Linked DNA regions of Gossypium hirsutum: region 1 is linked to region 2. The links are chromatin contacts, called in public Hi-C maps. All regions are on one chromosome and are shown on one strand. Each heading gives the region's core, a stretch centred on a gene start, on an enhancer-like site or on the middle of the called end of the contact. The rest is flanking DNA. Distances are from core to core; before and after follow the strand shown.

The links. A called contact is a pair of places that touch in the nucleus more often than the background predicts.
Region 1: a Hi-C map of leaf shows a contact between it and region 2, with 2.0 times the contacts expected there. The contact joins the promoter of LOC121219042 here to the promoter of LOC121219038 in region 2. A contact is called at or near these places in 5 of 34 Hi-C or Micro-C datasets (hypocotyl and leaf).

Annotation. Positions count from the first base shown.
Region 1 is chrD07:28,799,098-28,805,895 of Gossypium_hirsutum_v2.1, reverse strand. LOC121219042 (receptor-like serine/threonine-protein kinase ALE2) reads right to left here and starts at 2,582. Exons shown (of 10, transcript XR_005915559.1): 1 at 1,792-2,582; 2 at 812-883.
Region 2 is chrD07:28,584,267-28,591,237 of Gossypium_hirsutum_v2.1, reverse strand. LOC121219038 (xyloglucan galactosyltransferase MUR3-like) reads left to right here and starts at 4,202. Exons shown (of 1, transcript XM_041096468.1): 1 at 4,202-6,970. The coding sequence starts at 4,861. The coding sequence ends at 6,600.

The DNA of each region.
Region 1 (6,798 bases), core at 1,333-3,832, 220 kb before region 2:
TATAATATATTTATCTTAAATCAATTAACCGACTTAACCGACCGATGTTAAGTCAGTTCATTAGGTCGGTTTATATAAGTAGGTCAGTTCGGTTATTATATGATGATCAGTTAAGTTTAAAAAACCAACCAAACCAACTGAATTAATCGTTTGTACACCCCTAATGGTAAACACTGTCAAACTTTTTAAAAATACATTTCCACATCACTTTCTAAAAACACTTTTCAACCTCAATGGTAAACTAATCCTAAGGCATTGTCAATAAGACTCTTCACGAGTTAGACAGGTATTAGCTTAGGCTACAAAAAAACATAAATTACACTAAAAAAATTCCCCAGTAGCATTCAAGAACCTGAATTTCAAATTTTGGATTTGGATTTCAAAAATTGGGCAAATTGAGTTATAACACACATACAAATGTAACACTCATAATTTTTTTCTCAAATCCATGGATTTGTTGGATGCCTATTTAGTAGTGAATTTGAAATTCCTAAAGAATTTATGAACTTCACGAATTCATGCTTTTTATACTTTCCAAATAAATATTTATCCAGAAATCCAACTAATTTATTCATAAGGAATGCATTTCCTTCTAACAATTTATATAGCAAATGAAATCCAAATCCAAATTTTCAAATTCATGTTCCAAACATAACATCAAGTATTTTCAGTTAACATTATAGCTTCATGGATAAAACAACAAGCTTTACCTACTTGGATATAAATAATTGATCATTTCAATTCTAGACAGGAAATTAATCAAAAGAATTTATTCAACTTCATTAACATTTAAAGATAAATAAATTGTTACCATGATCAATGATTGTTTCCATTGCAGACAACTGATGCACTGGTTGTAAAGGAGACAATAATATTTGCAGTCCTGGTAATAAAGATAAAAATTAAATGGCAGTGATGTTAGTCTTCCTTAATGAACTATAGTTATTGTAACCGTTATGGCAACAAATGTCCTTAACTCTATTTGAATGCAACACATAATAACCACAAATTACAAGAAATTAGATAACTATAACAAAGATTTTAACATTTCCAAGGGTAACCGATTTTGACCGTTTACTCAAGAAGGATTGTACCCAAAAGCATTGCTATACAGAAGCTATAATACAAATATTTAAGGCTCATACTCTTTTCAAGAAGCATCCATGGAAAAATAAAATATAAATAAAACAAAGAAAACTAACAGGAAATCCGGAATTCACGAACAGAATTTGATAATTGAAGCTCAGTTAACCTTAATGGTATTAGAACACTTTTAATTTGAGCTAACCTTTTAGGATAATTAATAATATGTAATTATTCCTGACGTCCATATTATCCATAGTATATTCCTCAAAGGGCTAAGATATGAATAGTTCATCTGATATCCCTTTTTCCAAATTATTATTTTTTTTCTCAAGATACTGTATGGAATTAGAAAACAGAAGACTAACAAATTACTCAAAAAGCAAACCCTTCTTTACATTTTAAAATTTTCTTTTTTCCCCTTTCTTTTGTTTTGGCGAACGCGAAAGATTAAGCTAAAGGATAAACGTTATAGTGGAAAGTTTAAGTAGACATAAAGAGAGCCAATCAGCAGTAAAGCCAAAGCCTACTTAGCTTCGTAAAGCATGCTGACCTTTTCTTAATTTCTATAAATAAAATTAAAAGCTAACTCGGACTAGATTTTAGTCCACTTTCCTTCCTTATCTATTATTGGATCAGCAACCAAACAGATAAAACGAAATTAAAGAAAAAAAAAACAGAAGAGCAAGTATCCAGAAAGAGTGATACCGAAACAAGAACAAGAGAGAAAGCTGGGTAAGTAAACAAGAAGCAAAATGAGCAGAGTCAAAGCAGGCATCTTCTCTCGCCGAACCAGAGTCCACAGCAACCATCGTCAGACACCAACTCGAACCACGTGCGAGTCGTCGGAGAGACACTGGAGATTCCTAAGTTTCCGATGGACCATTCGCTGCCAGCCAAACTCTCCGTTGCTCTCTCCGAGCGAAACGACGCACCTCATAACTAAACCAAACAAAACTAAAACCTAAGCTGCTCCGCCGCCAAGCGCCCCTCCAAAAAAAAGTAAAAGAAACGGAACAAAAACCCTAGGAGAGAGAAGATGAAGAGAATGAGAGTCGGCGTGATTGTAGTAGATCCATGAAATGCGGCAAAGATCTAACGCAACAATGCAGAGGAGAAAATAGGTCTTCCCTTTTCTTTTCTAGTTTGGGAGATGAGAACATGGAAAAGGGATTCTTGGGGTGAGAGTAGAAAATTGAGAGAGTAAAGGGAGAACTGCGTCTGTGAGAGACACAGAGAGTGGGAGTGGGGCTGGAAAGGTGGGGAGGTGCTTTATTACTGGAGTGGAGTGTAGCCTACAGCAAAAGCAAACACTGCTTCATGAAATTGATGATGGCTGTCTGGTACGCGCTTCTATGCAAGCGCGTTTTCTTAACGCACCGACGAAAACGACAAACCTGGAAGCCGTTTGTTGCCGTCACTTGAAATTTCGCAAACCGTTTTCTGTTTTACAAACTCCCAACATATTTTGAAAATTAAAATTAGGTCAATTTCTGATTAAAAAAAATACAAACAAACAAAATTAGAATGAGCTTTTTAAAGGTGAATTTACCAGAAAAATTCCTTTTTTTTTAATTTATCGAAATGGGCCGATTTTTTTATTATTTATCGAAATGGTCCATTTTTTAGAAAATCGCGCCCACGTCAGCGCGATGTCAGGGTACATGGCAGGACATCGCGTCCACGTCAGTGCGACCTACTAACGTGGACGCGATGTCTTCCGTGCGTGAACAGTACCCCAACGGTCAAATATATATATAAATACCCCCACCCTTTATTTTTTTCACAAACAAATCCTATCTAATTTTTCCTCTCTAATCCTCTCAATTTCCTTCCCAAATTCTCTCAAATTTATTTTTTACAATAATTATAAATTTTTTTATATTTTCATCAATAGGCGGATCATTGATTCGTCTTGATAGCAATCACATATCGGTGGAGCAAATGAAAATGGTAAGTATTAAATTTAATTTGTAATTATTATTTAAGATTTTTTTATTTAAGTATTTGTAGATAATTATTAATTTATTGTTTGTTATAAAAGTCTGAAGATCGGGTATTGGAATGCCATATCCGGAATATGTATGCCCCTCCATCACCGTTAGTAGAGAACTACCTGCGGGAAGCGGGTTTTTGGCACGTGGCGACGGTAGGCCGAGGATGCAAGTTGGACCCAAAATTGATTAGTACGTTGATCGAGAGGTGGAGACCCGAGACACACGCATTTCATCTTCCATGTGGAGAGTGCACTATCACTCTAGAAGATGTCAGCATGCAGTTGGGATTGCCGGTGGACAGGCACCCAGTCACCGGGTCTGCCCAATCTAGCAATTGGGAGGCGGTGTGCTACGAGCTTTTGGGCGCTATTCCGGAAAAAATGGATGGAGGTAAGGTCGAGATGGATCTGAATGCAAATTCACCGAAATCCAAAGAATCTGATATGCTCGATCATACATTCTTTAAATAATTGGAGGTTATCTGATGCCGGACACGTCACGGAGCCGTGTACATCTAAGGTGGCTGCTAAAACTCGTTGATTTTAGAAGAGCCGGTGAATTTAGTTCGAGAGATGTGTGGGGCGACGCGACCGAGGAGAGCAACCATCGGAGGTTGCCTGTCACTACTGTAATCATGGGCACGGTTTCGCTTTCCATTTCTACGTCCTCGAGTGAACCACCCATATACATTCCCACTCGTAACGAGGTAAATTTTATATTACATTTTAGAATTATTATGTAGATTTTGTAATAATAAAAGTATGCTAAAAATTTATTTAATTAGGTGGAACAATCCGGCAAGTTATCGTGAATTACCATCTAAACTTGAAGATATACGGCTTCTATTGGACCAACGGTCAGAAGCAGAAGTAAGTATTTTTGCAAATAGATATTTCCATACATTCGCTAGTCGATTGATATTTAGTATTTAGTATTTAGTATTTAGTATTATGTATATAACTAATATTTCTATCATGTTTATATAGTTTCAATGGACACCATACGAGGATCCAGAAATTTGGGCAGTAATCCCGGATGAGTTTTTACAAAATCCAAACGCTTGGCACGTGAAAGTGGTGTTAATCAATTATGCAACCGTGGAGCCCCACCAGACAGACAGAGTGCTACAACAGTTTGGATATAGACAACTGATTCCTGCGGACCCTGAGGAGTTTGACGAGCACTACAAAATCGACCTTCGGCTATTAGGTACGGATTGGCCTAGATACTGGTCCGAGTATACAGAAATGTGGGAAAATCGGCATGAATATCTACCTACTCAGGAACAAATCATCGTTCCGGAGTTAGCGTGTGTTCCAGAATACATGCCATGGTTTAGGATCCATGGCAAGCCGTATTTACTTACGCCAGAGGAGAGGCAACGGCAATTACGTCTCGAAAAGGAAAGGCGCGGGCCTCTAAATCCAAGACGAGAAGACTTCGAAGGCAGCCCCTCAACGAGGCCTAGATAGTCACCCGGCGCATCATCAGCGGGCATGCAATCACCAGCCCCAACGAGAGCACCGATGCAGTCACCTGACCCAGAATTCAACAGATGATACCCACGCAACCGTCTTTCCCTATGATGCCAGGTATGTTTCCTAGCCCTTATATGTACCATAACCCTTACATGTATCCTTTTCCGAATACTATGGCAGGTTGGAGCCAAATGCCCGGTTCAGCTCCATTTCCTACTATGCCGAGCGGACCATCGATATTTAGGCCAGCGGCGCAGGAGGGATCGCACATGCCTTCGGGGAGATCTCCTTTTTACCAGTCTCCAGCAACGTATGGCTTTCAAACACCTTCGTCGTTCATGATGCAAACACCTCCACATACATTATTCTTTGAAGGTGGATCATCGTCCCAAGTTTGACAACCAGATGCCGAACCGGAAGAACCACAATCACCACCGGAGGAAGAACAACCGCCGCCGGAAGCTAGAGGAAAGAGGAATCCAGCGCGCAACCGTCGACGGCCGCCATGTGGAACGAATCACCCGGGCATAGACATTGATTGCCGTATTTAAATTCATTATTTGATGTAATAAAATAAAAGTTTATTTGATGTAATACGCATAGAAATTTTTGAAGAAAATTTTGATATCATTTGATATAATAAAATAAAAACCCTAATTTAATTGAAAACCCTAACCTAACCTAACCTAACCTAACTTAATTAAAAACCCTAACCCTAACCTAAATTAATTAAAAACCCTAACCCCAACCTAAATTAATTAAAAACCCTAACCCTAACCTAACCTAACTAAAAACCCTAACCTTAACCTTGCTTAATTAAAAACCCTAACCCTAACCCTAACCTAACTTAATTAAAAACCCTAACTCTAACCCTAACCTAAATTAATTAAAAACCCTAACCCTAACCTAACTAAAACCCTAACCCTAACCTAAATTAATTAAAAACCCTAACTCTAACCTAACCTAACCCTAACCCTAACCTAACCTAACTAAAAACCCTAACCCTAACCTAACTTAATTAAAAACCCTAACCCTAACCTAACTAAAAACCCTAACCCTAACCTAACTTAATTAAAAACCCTAACCCTAACCCTAACCTAAATTAACTAAAAACCCTAACCCTAACCCTAACCTAAATTAACTAAAAACCCCAACCCTAACATAAATTAATTAAAAACCCTAACCCTAACCTAAATTAATTAAAAACCCTAACCCTAACCTAAATTAACTAAAAACCCTAACCCTAACCTAACTTAATTTGATAAATTTTACTAACCATTAACACAATTTTTGGACTTAATAATTTTAGTTTATTTCATAAATTTTACTAACCATTAATACAATTTTTGGCTTAATAATTTTACATATTTTGATAATTTTACTAACCATTAACACAATTTCTGGACTTAATAATTTTAGTTTATTTCATAAATTTTACTAACCATTAATACAATTTTTGACTTAATAATTTTACTAACCATTAACACAATTTTTTGACTTAATAATTTTAGTTTATTTGATAAATTTTACTAACCATTAACACAATTTTTTTGGCTTAATAATTTTACATAATTTTACATAATGTTAGATTTGGTAAAATATTTTGACTGGTACTAAAAATTTGACAAGAAATTAAACTAATTTGATACTTTTACTAACAATTAATACAATTATCAATTAATAATTGAAGAAAATATATTTTTTTCTAAAATTACATTCAGCTATTGCGATTAGGGCATGATCGACTTGTATGGCCTGGGTTCCTACACCATCCGCACAACTTCTGTTGACTAGATGTTTCTCGGATATCCATATTGTTCCGTATTCTAGTGGAACAAGGTCGACCCTTTGGTTTGCGACGCAATTCTCTATCCGATAACAGCTTATAAGGAGCAAGAGATACGGGCGACCACTTACGTTCATCTGGGACCGGTGGGAAAACGTGTCTCCATATGTTGTACATGTTTTCTAGTTTGTAGACTTCGTCCACATAACTCATCGGATCCAGACGGAGTTTCTGACAAGCTGCAATAACATGAACACATGGATAACGAAGTGTATCAAACTTCCCACAGTCACAAGTCCTGTTTCGCAAGTATACACGATACTGCTCGCCAACAACACCTTGGTGCGGTCTGTCAAACTCCGTCACGCGAAACCATAAATTGTCTCAATCATGACACACTGTGTGCATGATGTTTGCCCTCGCCTTCGCCTTGTTAATTTCTTGAACTACCTTA
Region 2 (6,971 bases), core at 2,953-5,452:
AGCAATGCTTCTTGGTGTAATTAAACCCAAAGTTCCCTGCAGGCTGTGCTTATATGTATGACATGATCCCTGAATGGCCTTAATGTGTTATAGATTAATGTGTATGACATTGTCCATGAAAAAGTCAAATCCAGAATCTTAGTCTTAATTGTATTTGACCTTCATTCGGTTTCCTTAAGGACAAGAAAGACCAAGAGTTTGCACAATTCTAATTTCGACAAAAAAAAGTGATTTTGGAGTTGCAAGATTTAATGAACTTTAGATGGTTGATTGATCAAAATTGATGACAAGTCTTGACTTTTTAGGTGGCTGCCATATAAGGAATAAGTGGCATCATAGGTTTGCAGGGAGGCCAGAAACAAGAAAAGAATAATAATATGCAGAAGCAATGAGTTAATACGTAGTTTGCCCTTTCAATTTGTCGAAGTATTTAGTTAGTATTTAAATTTTTTTTATTTAGTTGATATGTGAATTTGTATTTTGTTATTCAGGTTAGCACCTCCATACTAACACCGTTAATTTGTGCTAACATGGCAGTGATGACCAATCCTAGAATGACATGTAGCAGCCTCTCAATACAAGTTCAAATATCAACTAAGTACTTTTGGACAAATTCAAAGGAAAGACTACATATTAACTTGTTTGAGTATTATTGGAGGAATATATGATTGTGACAAATATTCATTGATTTTCCCTTTAAAAGATGATCCTTGGTGTTAAAGGAAATCATCTTTTAATTGTTTGAGTGGCAAGTCTTGTCTTGTTAAAAAGAATCCATCTTGGGGTTGATTTCCTCTAAAATGATCCAATCCATGAAATTGTGGCGCCCAAATGGTTCTTAGATCCCTTTCTTTTAAATTTTTGTGTCGACATTCGTTGGTTTTTCTCATCCCGATGCAAGCATGGAACATTATCTTTATCTTGTAGTTGCCAAAAAGTGAAAAAACACAATTCATAGCGCAAGCAAAGCAAAAGCATTGAAAACCAACTCTGAATCTCTTATTATTATCAATCCACAAACAAAGCTATCAGCCAAAACACAATCAAACAATGTCAACAACAAGAAGCGGGACTAGTCCAGGAATCAGCTTAGGGTCAATGAATCGCATTAACTTGGATGGAAGCAATGTGGGGGCAACATGTTTCATCCGTCGCGGCATCTTGAGTGACCCACCGGAACGTTGTTGCTGCATCAACATGTATAGCAACAGCAACGTTCAAGGGAGCAACAGTAGTGTACTGCTGGGGAGTAACGTAAGGATCAAGAATTCAGGGGTTCATCTGTATTTCGGGGACTTGAAGTTAGGGGAAGAACCACGATCAACGAGCAGGAGAGCAGCCGAGTTTGGTACCATTGTGTTGCTTCCACTCCTCTTATTTTTGTGCCTATTATCTTCATTGCTAATGCGGTGGTAGCAATCCGCAATTTGGGACTGTCTCCTTACTGCTATGTTTTTCAAATTGTATCATAACATATATGATATTTGAAATCTTCATATCTAAATATGTAATAATTGAAATAAATAAATGTTAAAATAACCTTATTTAACTTTCCCAAATTTTCTGCAATCAAGGTAAATTTTTTTTAAGGGGCAGACTTAAATTTTATACGATAATAAAAATATAATTTTATTATTCTAATAGCTTATATATTTATAATTTTTAAAACGTTAAATTAATTTTTTACCATTTTAAGCGCTAAAATATAATTTTGCCGTTATTAATTTAAACTTTTATAAATTATAAAAAAAAAACTAAATGAAAAAATTTCGATCTTAAAAGAAAGTCGACCCAATACCATGTAACTTCCATAGTTATGTTTCAAAGCAAACCAGAAACCTTGGCTTCCCCACTTTCCCTGCCTCTACCTCTCTTCCATCAATGTTGTATTGTAACTAGACACCACCAGGATTGCATTTATGTATACATACATATATTCTACCTATATTATTATTTAAGTCCCTAATTGAATACGTGCCCGATCAATGAAATTACGAAAATATTTTTTAATAATTAAAATAAATTATATTATCCGTCAATAAAATATTAACTTTAAGGCTAAACCAAAACATTATTTTAATATAATATTTACATTTTAATTGTATTATGTATACTTTATTATCTCCATTAATTGTTAATTGAGTTGGTGTCACAAGTCAACTCGACACTAACTTACAGTTTATTACTACACCATGATAAACAAATTGTAATACATTTAATATTTTTATTCGATGTATTTATGCGTTTAAATTTTATTTTACTTACAATTTAATCTATTTTTTATTTTAGTATCGTATATATTTAACGTAATAATATTAATAATTAGTTTCAAACCATACATTTCATAATTTATTGTATTTATTTTTAAACATACATCTATTTTCTAAATACATAATTTCCATATACATACATGTGTGGTCGGATTTGTAGTAATATATAGTGAAAGAATCGTTCTCATGTGTATTTGTTCAACTTTTGTTCCCAACCAGATTATATTATATAATTTGAATGTCATCGGAAAACATTCAAAAAGAGAGAGTATAAATATGTATAAAAAATATATTATAATATTGATTTATTTTGTTATATTTAGAGTTTATATGCATGAAGATGTCAAAGTACTTGAAATTTGTTTAAGAAGTAAACTTATGATTTATTATTTAATGCTACCCACCACCTAACAATAAATCTAAAACTAACCCAAATTCATGAATGCCAATATACCTTTGATGGAACACAACACACACTAATAGAATGCAATATATTTGCTTCCATGTTTGCACTTTAACATGTTATTTGTTTCTCTTACCTTAACCAGTGTTCGAGGATTCGATTTCTGCTTTGGGTATGAGGTAGCTTTAAAACTCGTGGTCAACATTTACCCCTTAATGGACCTATGAAATGCGGAGGATTAGTTGCTAAGTTTACTCCGGGAGATACTTTGAGAAATTAAAAAAAAAAGAAAAAAGAAAAAAAGATGAATGTTTTAATTAAAAGAAGGCTTAATACCATTTTTGACCCTATACTATAATGAAATTTTTACTTTGGTCATTTTATTATTATTTCAATCACTTTGCTCTTTCTACTTTCATTCCGTCACTCAAGTTAGCTCTTTTAATAGTTTTCATTTAAAAAAAATTAAATAAACCAATGACATGCTACCATGTGTAAAAAATGAAAAATTTTACTTAAAAATTAAAAAAAAACATTAAAAATCCAAAAAAAAATCATGAAAAATTTCAAAAAATCATAATCTATTTTTGAAAATTATAAAAAAAATTATCCAACCTATGTACCCAACTTAGATCTATTTTTATTTAAATGAGGTTTGCTATGTTTTGTCAAACTCATGGCATGAGTGAAAGGACAAAAAAGTAATTTTATATTTATAAAAAAACTAGTGAATAGTTAAATCATAGGTAGAGTGATAAGATATTTATAAATAAGTATTCTCAATCTTTAAAGATCTTATGTTTAGTTGTTTTCTTTAAGTATTTTATATAAAAATAGTAAAATATAAAAATATTATTAAAAAATAATTTTTAAGTAAAGTTGGCATCGTGATATTAACTCAATCAAATACATTATATAAAAATAGATATACGAAAGGAGCAAAATCTCAATCATCTTTTAAGTAAAACACTGCTATATTAATATTCAAATTCTAAAAACCCTTGATACATGCTTTGTCTCATTCCACTTCGCCATGGATGTTAAAATTCAAATATTACTATCATCTTCATAGATGTCGGTTATATTCATAACCGTCTCACCGCATCTCACTCAATTTAATATTTATTAGTTATTTTTAATAATTTCAATATGCATTGTATGAGTTGTACCACAAAAAATTAGGCTAAAATATTTTAGTGTTTAAGGTATAATATAATATAATATTTTATTATATTATATTATATTAGACATAAATGAATTTTATCTAATTATTACTAAAATGGAAATTGATTAACCAAATTAAAAGCTTCAACATTAATTAGAAAAGTGGTGAATCATATGTGAGCTTAAGAAGTAAATTTCAGAAATTTCCAATTTTTTACATCAAATTTTGCAATTTCCAATTTCAATGCGAAGTTTTCTCTATGTGGTCCCACCTTCACTCCAATTACATGCTCCCACGTGGCCCAGCTAGTACGGTATTGAGTTGTCTTGTATTCGCATTTTCCTGGTAAAATGAAACCGCTCATTGCCTTTCCTCATTTTCCATGCAAACGAAATTTCAGGAATTTGACAGCGTTCCATATTTTGAACACGTCATCACATGGTCCCACGTGGCGAGATCCCATCGGCTACCGACAACAGACAAACAGTTCCACGGCGCACACTGCTAATTTGTGCCGCAACACCCCCTCTTCTATAACATTACATTAAATACGCGCTCTCCATTTTCACTTCTCTTTTCCAGCTCCATATTCCAGTCAAAATATTTTGCAGGAAAATTCCCAGTAAGTTTTTTTTTCCTCCGAATCCGAGTTTTTCACTTCAATTTAGTTGATAAATTTTAGCCAATAGATCCGTTAGCAGATCACTTTTCGCGATAATCTCTCATTTTTGGTATGTCCTGATTCTTGCTAATAAATCTATCTGTATTCTCAACTCGTTAATTTCAATCTCCATAGCATTTTCTTATTTGGTCAGTTATAAATTTCTAGCGTTTTTTTCCCCGTTTTGGATCTGTGGTCCAAGCTTAGGGCTTACTGTAACTTACATTTTAAACTGATAATTGAGATTTAGGGTCATAGGGTTTTCTAATTTTCTCCTTTTCATTTAGTAGTTTTGAATCGGGTGGGAAAGTTAGGTGTCTTTTATGCGGGGATTTGTTGATTAGTTTGCTATTGAACTCTGATGAGACGCCGCCCAGTGACGCTGGGTCCTTTAGAAGCGATGGAGAAGGGTTCCCCTAAGAATCAACAAACCCGGCTCTGTTTCTTAGCCTCTTTATCAGCTTTTTTCTGGATTTTGCTTTTGTATTTCCATTTTGTAGTTCTAGGAAGTAGCCCTACAGTTGAGGAGTCGATTACATTACAACCAGTCAAATTAGAATCTCCTTTGGTTAATGTTGAGTCCGTTCCTTCCCCGGTGACCGATGCCCGTGTAGAGAAGGAGAAGCCCGCTCCTGTGAAACCTGTTCAGGATACAGCTGGTGAAAAGGTGGTGCCTTACCCGTTTATGAGAGCTTTGAGGACGGTGGAAAATAAGAGCGATCCATGTGGTGGAAGGTATATTTATGTGCATAAACTTCCTCCAAGGTTTAACGAGGATATGCTTAAGGAGTGTAGGAGTTTGAGCCTTTGGACTAATATGTGTAAATTTACTAGTAATAAAGGGCTTGGTCCTCCACTTGAGAATGTTGAAGGGGTATTTGAGAATACCGGGTGGTATGCCACGAATCAGTTTGCAGTGGATGTGATATTCAGTAATCGTATGAAGCAGTATGAGTGCTTGACCAATGATTCCTCGATCGCAGCTGCAATATTTGTACCATTTTATGCTGGCTTTGATATTGCAAGGTATCTTTGGGGATATAATATCTCAACAAGGGATGCTGCTTCGCTAGATTTGGTTGATTGGCTGATGAAGAGGCCTGAGTGGGGTATAATGGGAGGGAAAGATCATTTTCTCGTGGCTGGTAGAATTACCTGGGATTTCAGGAGATTGAGTGATGAAGAATCTGATTGGGGTAATAAGCTTCTGTTTCTACCTGCTGCAAGGAATATGTCAATGCTTGTTGTTGAGTCAAGCCCCTGGAATGCAAATGATTTTGGGATTCCATATCCAACCTACTTCCATCCTGCGAAGGATGAGGAAGTGTTTATCTGGCAAGATCGGATGAGAAAATTGGAGAGGAAGTGGCTATTCTCTTTTGCAGGTGCACCTCGTCCTGGTAATCCAAAGTCAATAAGGGGGCAGATTATCGATCAGTGTAGGAATTCAAAGGTGTGCAAGTTGTTGGAATGTGATTTTGGGGAGAGCAAATGTCATTCACCAAGCAGCATAATGCAGATGTTTCAGAGCTCCCTCTTCTGCCTACAACCTCAAGGAGACTCATATACGAGGCGATCTGCTTTTGACTCAATGTTGGCTGGTTGTATTCCTGTCTTCTTCCATCCTGGCTCGGCATACACACAGTACATTTGGCATCTTCCCAAAAGTTTTACCACCTATTCAGTGTTCATCCCAGAAGATGATATCCGTAAAAGGAATATTAGCATAGAGGAGAGGCTCAGTCAAATTTCTCCTGAGCAAGTGAAGATCATGAGAGAGACAGTCATAAATCTCATTCCTAGGCTGATATATGCAGATCCTCGCTCTAAACTGGAGACTCTTCGAGATGCTTTCGATGTCGCCGTACAGGCAGTCATTGACAAAGTAACAAGGTTGAGGAGGAACATTATCCAAGGTCGTACTGAATATGATAACTTTGTGGAAGAAAATAGTTGGAAATATGACTTGTTAGATGAAGGACAGCGAGAGGTTGGAGCTCATGAATGGGATCCTTTCTTCTCAAAACCGAAGGATGAGCAGAGAGATCAATCTGCAGAAGCTGCAAAAAATTCTTGGAAGAATGAGCAGAGAGAGCAATGATAACTAGAAGTTGATGAAGCAGTATAGAAACTCAACCAAAGCTGTAATGCAATCTCCAGAGTCTCAAAACAAGAGTTCCTGTTTTGAGTTGGGTGGTTTACAGGTATAACCTTGTAAGGGCCTTCTTGTGCATCAACTATAGATATTACCCACTGAGCATCTTAGGCCCGAGGTTTAAAACATCTATACATATTCTCTGCACCAAACAACAGTTAATATAAAAATTTCTGCTTTTGAGCTATGTATTTTGGTTAGTGATTCTTTTTGATGTTTGTTATGATAGCTGAGATGTTGTCCGTTTGTCTGCTTAGATGTTACAGTATTATCAATGCATACAAGAAATAATAACTAATAACTAGTTTTTGCTTCAT